Linked DNA regions of Sus scrofa: region 1 is linked to region 2. Evidence: chromatin contacts called from public Hi-C data. All regions are on one chromosome and are shown on one strand. The core of a region is the stretch at or near the end of the contact, and the rest is flanking DNA. Distances in the headings are between cores, read along the strand shown. Region 1 holds the start of MED13L (mediator of RNA polymerase II transcription subunit 13-like). Region 2 overlaps C14H12orf49 (UPF0454 protein C12orf49 homolog).

Region 1 (3,288 bases), core at 756-3,255, 35 kb before region 2:
AGGGCCGCCGCTGCCTCCCGGGCCGGCGCTGCGGGCCGGCCGCCGCCTCCGCCTTCCCTGTTCCTCAGCCGCCGCCGCCGCCGCCGCCTTGTTTATCTCCAGCCACCGACTCCCCCTCGGCCCCCGCCGGCGCGTGAGAGGAGGCGAGCCCCGGAGCCGCCGCCGCCGCCTCGGAGCCGCCGCAGCCGCGGAGCGCGAACTCGCGAAGGGGGGGTGCGGACGAAGCCAGCGGGCGACCCCGGCAGCCGAGCGACGTCCCCTCCTTCCTCTTCCTCCCCCACCCCCCCCTCCTCCTCCCCAGTCAGCCTCGCTTCTCCTCCCTCCCCGGGCTCTCTCACTCTGACAGCAATGGCGGCCGCCGACCGCGGCTCGGCCCGCCATTGGCTAGCGCCCTATCACGTGACGGGCGCCGGCCGCGCGGGGAGGGGGGACGGGGGAGGGGCCCTGAGCGGCGGCGGCGGCGGCGGGGCTCGCGGGCGGCGCTGCTGAGCCGAGTGCGATCGGATTCTCCGGCCGGGAGAAGAAGGAAGACGGGGAGGGAGAGAAAGAAGTGCGGGCGGCGCGGCTGCCGGGCTGGCAGCGGCCGGGCGAGCGGCCTCAGGCTGCTGTGCGCTGCCCCGCTTGGGCGCCGCGCCCCGCCCCCTCGGGTGCTAGGATCTTTACGCGGCGCTACCTCACCCCCGGAATGCCTGTGGCAGTGGCCGCGGAGAGCTGGGGCCCCTAACCTGTGCCTCTGACGGCCTGGGCGACTGGGTGGTGGGGCTCGCTGTTGGCCAGACAGCATGTCCACGTGTCTCAAGGTTTCACTCTGTCGTCCGTGTTTTGCAAATGAGAAAACTGAAGCACAAAGAGATTAAGTCACTTGCCCACAGCTGGGAAGAGGAGGAGATGGGATTCAAACCCCTGCACCCATGCACAGGGAAGCTAAGCTCTTGCACTAAGGTTTATTACCCTCGCCCAGGAGCGCTTACTGAATACCAGGCACTAAGAAATGCAGAAATGCCTTTTGAACCCTTACTCCTAGGCACTGTGAGCATGCGTTCATTCATTGCATAAATGCTTTCTAATCTCCTGCTTTGTGCCAGAAATTTTTTTTTTTTTTTTTTAACTCCCAGGCACTTTACTAGGGCTGTGTTGGGAGCAGACCTTCCCTCCAGCATTCAATCAGTAACCAACATTTCCAGTATGGGAGTACAGAGGAATGCCACCATAGGGAGGCTCTTTTCCAGCCCTCAAGGCTTGACCTCGATGCAAAGGAGGAGAGAAGATAACTTCTTCATTAACAAGCCCTCGAACGTGGAAGAGCCGTGTAGATTGGACTAAAAGAGAGGAAGAGTGGAAAACAGGAGAAAGATGGAGTGTAACAAAAGGAGAGAAGTGTTAGACATGTGAATTGAGCTTTAGGAACTACTACAAGTAACTGCTAAAGCAAAACCCATGAGCAGCATGTTATAATGTGTACTATCATGGCCAACACTATGTTATAACCCACTGACACTATGTTATAATGAGTGTGCCTACCTTATTTCACATAGTCCTCTGAACAACCACATAAAGAAGATACTGTTATTATCCTTAGACTCTAGGTCAAACCTCAGAAGCACAGTGATATCTCTAAGCTCTCCAGTTAGTGAATGGCTCAAACCCAGGTCTATCTGGCTCCAGAGCCCAAGCCTGTATCCACACGGTTCTGTGGGCAGATGCCTGTAGATTGCTTTGGCAACCCTAGTTGTATTACTTTGATCACCATAGTTTAACTCTCTGAGCCTCATTTCCCAACCTGTCCAAAAGGGGTCCCAGTTGCTGACCCACTGACCTCAGTCCACTGCACATTTCTATTAAGATACTGTTGGTGAAAACGTTTGGAAAAAAGAAATGTCAAAGCACTGTATCGACATGCATGGTGTTACTTGAGCCTGAGCAATCATTGTGATGGTCCATCATATCCAGACATATTTATATCCCAGGAGACCTTCATCCTACACACCTGGTCACCCAGTTCTCATTCTTCAGCAAATCTCTTTAGACTCCCAAAGCAACCTAAGAGGAAAATGAGAAAAGGACATTAATAGTTTAGAGAATAGGAAAGACACATGGCTTTTAAAAATATAAAAAAGATGCTCAGTCTCACTTGCTGCTATTGACAGAATGTATGTGTCCCTCTAAAATTCATATGTTGAAACTTTAATTCCCAGTGTGATGGTATTTGAAGATAGAACCTTGGCAAGTAATTAGGTCACAAGGGTGTAGCCCTCATGATTGGATTAGTGCATGGTGTAAGACAAAACGAAAAGACTTCAAGCCCTCAATTACTCTCTCTCTCCTTCTCTTCTACCCTCTCCCTTTCCCTCTCTCTTGCCACTCCCACCCAGCCCCCTTTGAAGACATAACCAGAGGAGGGTTCTTACCAGGAACTAAATTGGCTAGCACCTTGATTTTGGACTTCCCCACCTCCAGAACTGTGAGAAATAAATTTTCCTTGTTTAGCCACCCAGTCCATGGTAATTTGTTAGAGCAGCCCAACAAGCAGACTAAGACACTCATCATAAGAAAAACAGAAATTAAAATCATAATAAGTATTGACAATATTTTAAAAGCTTAAGCAACTGTGAAGGGAAGTAGAACTCTCACACACTGCCAGAGGGAATATAAATTAGCGCCACAGCTTTGGGCATCAATTTGGAAAACATCAGAATTTATAATGAGCATTCCCTTTGACCCAGCAATGTTACTTTTAGGAGTTTATCCCACAAAGATTCTTGCCCAGGTGTATAACATAGACATGCAGTGCAAAGATGTAAACTATAGTACTGTTTGTTGGACAAACACTGGAAGCAACTTACATGTCCATCATGCGGGGAGTAGTTAACAGTATAATCCAATGCAGCCATTAAAAATAATGAGTTTGCTCTATGTGTACTGACATAGAATAACCTCAAAAAGAAATTATTGATTGAGATATCCCTGGAAGGTTGCATGAAACAATGGTAACATCAGTTGCCTCTGGGGTTGGGGAGTCAAAGTGGGGAGAGAAGTTCCCGTCGTGGCTTAGTGGTTAACGAACCTGACTAGGAACCATGAGGTTGCAGGTTCGATCCCTGGCCTTGCTCAGTGGGTTAAGGATCTGGCGTTGCCGTGAGCTGTGGTCACAGATGTGGCTCAGAACCCGCGTTGCTGTGGCCGTGGCGTAGGCTGGCGGCTACAGCTCCAATTGGACCCCTAGCCTGGGAATCTCCACATGCTATGGGTGCGGCCCTAGGAAAGACTAAAAAAAAAGACAAAAAAAAA
Region 2 (3,007 bases), core at 207-2,706:
TCATGGCTGTAAAAGAAACAGCTCTTGAGAATGAGGCAGCCTCGTCGACTCTGGGCTCACTCTTTCTACCCACACACACACTGTTTAAAGCATTCCAGAGCTGCTGCCAACTTTCCTGGCAGAGCTCTTATTTCTTTACATGTATGTTGCATTCCATCTGGTTAATGTGCTCTCTGTGCCATTCGTGGATTTTGGCAAGGCCTGGCAAGGTGGCCTGGCATGCTGAGGCTTGTTCTAAGCAAAGCAGGGCAGGAGGTAGAGGGAGGCTGGAGGCCAATGGAGGGGTCCCGTTTCCCCTTTGGCTCATGGGGGCCTGGAGTTGCAAACACTGAAGGGGAGTCACAGAGCAGTTTTCTTCCAGATGTGGCTGAGTCATGTGCATGCCACTCCTGCTGTTCACCCTTTGAGGGGACTTGGGGGGGTGCACTTTTACAGTTTCTGATGCGTGGCCAGAAAAGTTAAAGCATTGAAGAAAGGTAACAGTGGGGAAATCAACTCATACTCATGAATCTGGGGTTTCCCTAGAAACCTTTAGAGGCGAAGGCCAGAAAACGCCAACACCTGGATCCGATAGGCCCAAGGCCTAAAGAAAACTGAACTCAATCTTTACATTATTCTCAAGAACCATTAAGTACTTGGTTGGAGAAGCTGAGGTGACGTGCTGTGATTTGGATCCTATTTCATCCACTTGGAAGACAGGAAAGCCAGGTTTACGCACCGCCAAAACATCTGGTGAAGTCAGTTAAAAAGAAAATGTACCACTCCGGTTGGGGGTAGGTGGGGGTGGGTGGAGGTGGGGATAAAACCCTTTAGAAACAGTTGTTGGGTATTGGGTGACGAAAAGCATTCCATTGATTGACTCAAATGTTCACTTTTCCATCGATTCCTGTTGAGTCAAGAGCTTCGGGATGGGGAAACAACGAAGACTCTGGGCAATGAAAGAAAGATTATAGGGTTAAAAGACACAGAAAAGTTCTCACCTTTAGAAAGAGTGTGAGTGCACTTATTTTTTTTTGAGTTCAGCCAAGAGTGTGAACAGAATCCCCCTGTTAAATGGAATTCCTGGGAGTTCCTACTGTGGTGGAATGGGAATGGCGTCGTTTCTGCAGTGACTCAGCCACTGCACTGGTGAGGGTTCGATCCCCAGCCCGTTGCAGTGCAGCTGCAGCTCAGATTGGATTCCCTGGTCTGGGAACTTCCTTATGCCGAGGAGCAGCCAAAAAAAAAAAAAAAAAAGAAGAAGAAGGAAGAAATGGAATTCTTCACCTGAATCAGGAGGAGATGACATGGTACAGGAAAAAAATAAGATACGGGCTCCTAATAAGAAACAGCCACATGTGGAATAAAATTAGTGTGAGTTGTGTAATCCCAGTTGGCCAGTTGTAAGAACAGGGAGGAGAAAGGAGCATAGGGAACATGTTTCAGATGTGATTCAACAGGTCCTGGAGCCCGTCCTGACCCTCTGGGTTGGAATTTCTGACTCCCTTCTCTGCCTTGACTCAGAAAAGGAAACCGTATCCTGACCGCTCATTTCTTTTTATAGAATTAAACTTTCTTGCCAACTTCCTCCAGAGCACAAGATCATCTCTCGTAGTCTCTAAACAATACGCCAATCATCAGGTGGAAGCGAGGGGGAGCACTGACCTGTTCGCCCCAAACATCACCCAGGCCCCGAGCAGAAGATAAACGGGAACAGTTTGGCTTTCGTACCCGGCCTGGTAAATACAACATGTTCTCACAGGTTGGAAAACCGTCTGGCTCATCTTTGTACTTTCTCTTCTTTCTCTCACTTCTTCCGACTTGGATCTCATCATTCGGCTCTGACGTGGGCCAAGTTCACATTTGCCAGTTACCGAATGGATAATGGGTGGTTTGTAAGATTAGTAATAGGCTCGGGATGAGGAGTCAGGCAGCCAAGTGTATACTGTGTGCGTACTGAAATAATGTCTCTTGATCTTGACTTCCCACCCAGCCCTGATTGGCTGGCCACATGTTGATAGGAATCAAGGGGGATGGGAACAAAATGCCTTAGTTCCCATTCATTCGGTCGCCATATTTGCACCAGCCACAAAATCCCCACGATAGTTCCTTGCCCTGGAAAACCAGCTAGTGGGGGGTTGTTTCCTGGGAGTAAGGTACACTGGAGCTTGGAAGCCCAAAGGCACCATTAATAGAATGCAAAGAGTTTAGTAGTCCCTCATTAAAAATGGATTTTGTTTTCAATGCTTTGAGGACAGAACAGTGAAGTTGGAAACCGTGCTTGTAATTGGGAGCAGGTCTCCTGCCAGATTCTAACAGCTTCAAGGGATATCCAGTTTTAGGTTTACAGTACTACATTCTGGCTCATTGAAACTGCATCTAAACGTTGCCAGAATGTGTCATAAACTACAAAATCTGTACAGAAATATATCGACATAATGGCTCTGTAGCCTTAAGTCAGTGGGGTTGGGGAGCAGCGCTTGTCCCCAGCAGGGTTGTTCTTGCTCTGTCTCTTGGCAGACTTGGGGCACCTGGGACAATGATCATTCACGGGAGTCTGACCCTGGTCTGACCAGTTTGCTCAGCTGCTTAGAACGCCATGCTAAAGAACTCTGGACACAAAGCATCTTCTTTCAGATCCTCCACTGTCTAAGCTCCCTCCTGCCTCTGAGCCTTTGCTCATGCTATTCCCCCTGCCAGGAACCCTATTTTCCCAGCTTATTCCTAATCCAGCCCTCAGTTTACAGGCTGATTTTTCATGGAAGTCTTCCCTGACCCCTCAGACTGGGTTCCTTTGTTTGAATTCATTTGGGCTGCTGTAACAAAAATCCTATAGACTAAGTGGCTTAAACAACAAACACGTACTTCACACAGTTCTGGAGGCTGGGAGACCCAAGATCAAGGCAGAGTCAGTGTCTGGTGAGGGCTCACTTCGTGGTTCATAAATCGCCAACTTCTTGCTGTGTCCTCACCGGATGGAAGGGGTGAAGGAGCTCTCTGGGGTCTCTTTTATAAAGGGACTAACCCC

The links. Hi-C and Micro-C count contacts between places; a contact is called where the count stands out from the background.
Region 1: a Hi-C map of skeletal muscle shows a contact between it and region 2, with 4 times the contacts expected there. The contact joins the promoter of MED13L here to the enhancer-like site in region 2. A contact is called at or near these places in 4 of 47 Hi-C or Micro-C datasets (embryonic fibroblasts, heart right ventricle and skeletal muscle) and 2 of 2 datasets of contacts at active chromatin or transcription factors (alveolar macrophages and skeletal muscle).

The regions. Positions count from the first base shown.
Region 1 is chr14:36,060,551-36,063,838 of Sscrofa11.1, reverse strand. It overlaps MED13L (mediator of RNA polymerase II transcription subunit 13-like), which reads right to left and starts at 2,005. Exons shown (of 31, transcript XM_021073127.1): 1 at 1,988-2,005. It overlaps C14H12orf49 (UPF0454 protein C12orf49 homolog), which reads right to left. Exons shown (of 6, transcript XM_013990355.2): 6 at 2,008-2,040. The coding sequence ends at 2,023.
Region 2 is chr14:36,025,545-36,028,551 of Sscrofa11.1, reverse strand. The region is part of intron 5 of C14H12orf49 (UPF0454 protein C12orf49 homolog); the gene reads right to left. Among named protein-coding and RNA genes, the nearest start is that of MED13L, 35 kb to the left of the region's middle. Within about 2 kb of position 1,456, at least 23 of the 83 cell types and tissues checked have an H3K27ac peak or open chromatin away from gene starts, as enhancers often do. A contact at or near this core is called in embryonic fibroblasts and skeletal muscle, where this site is marked.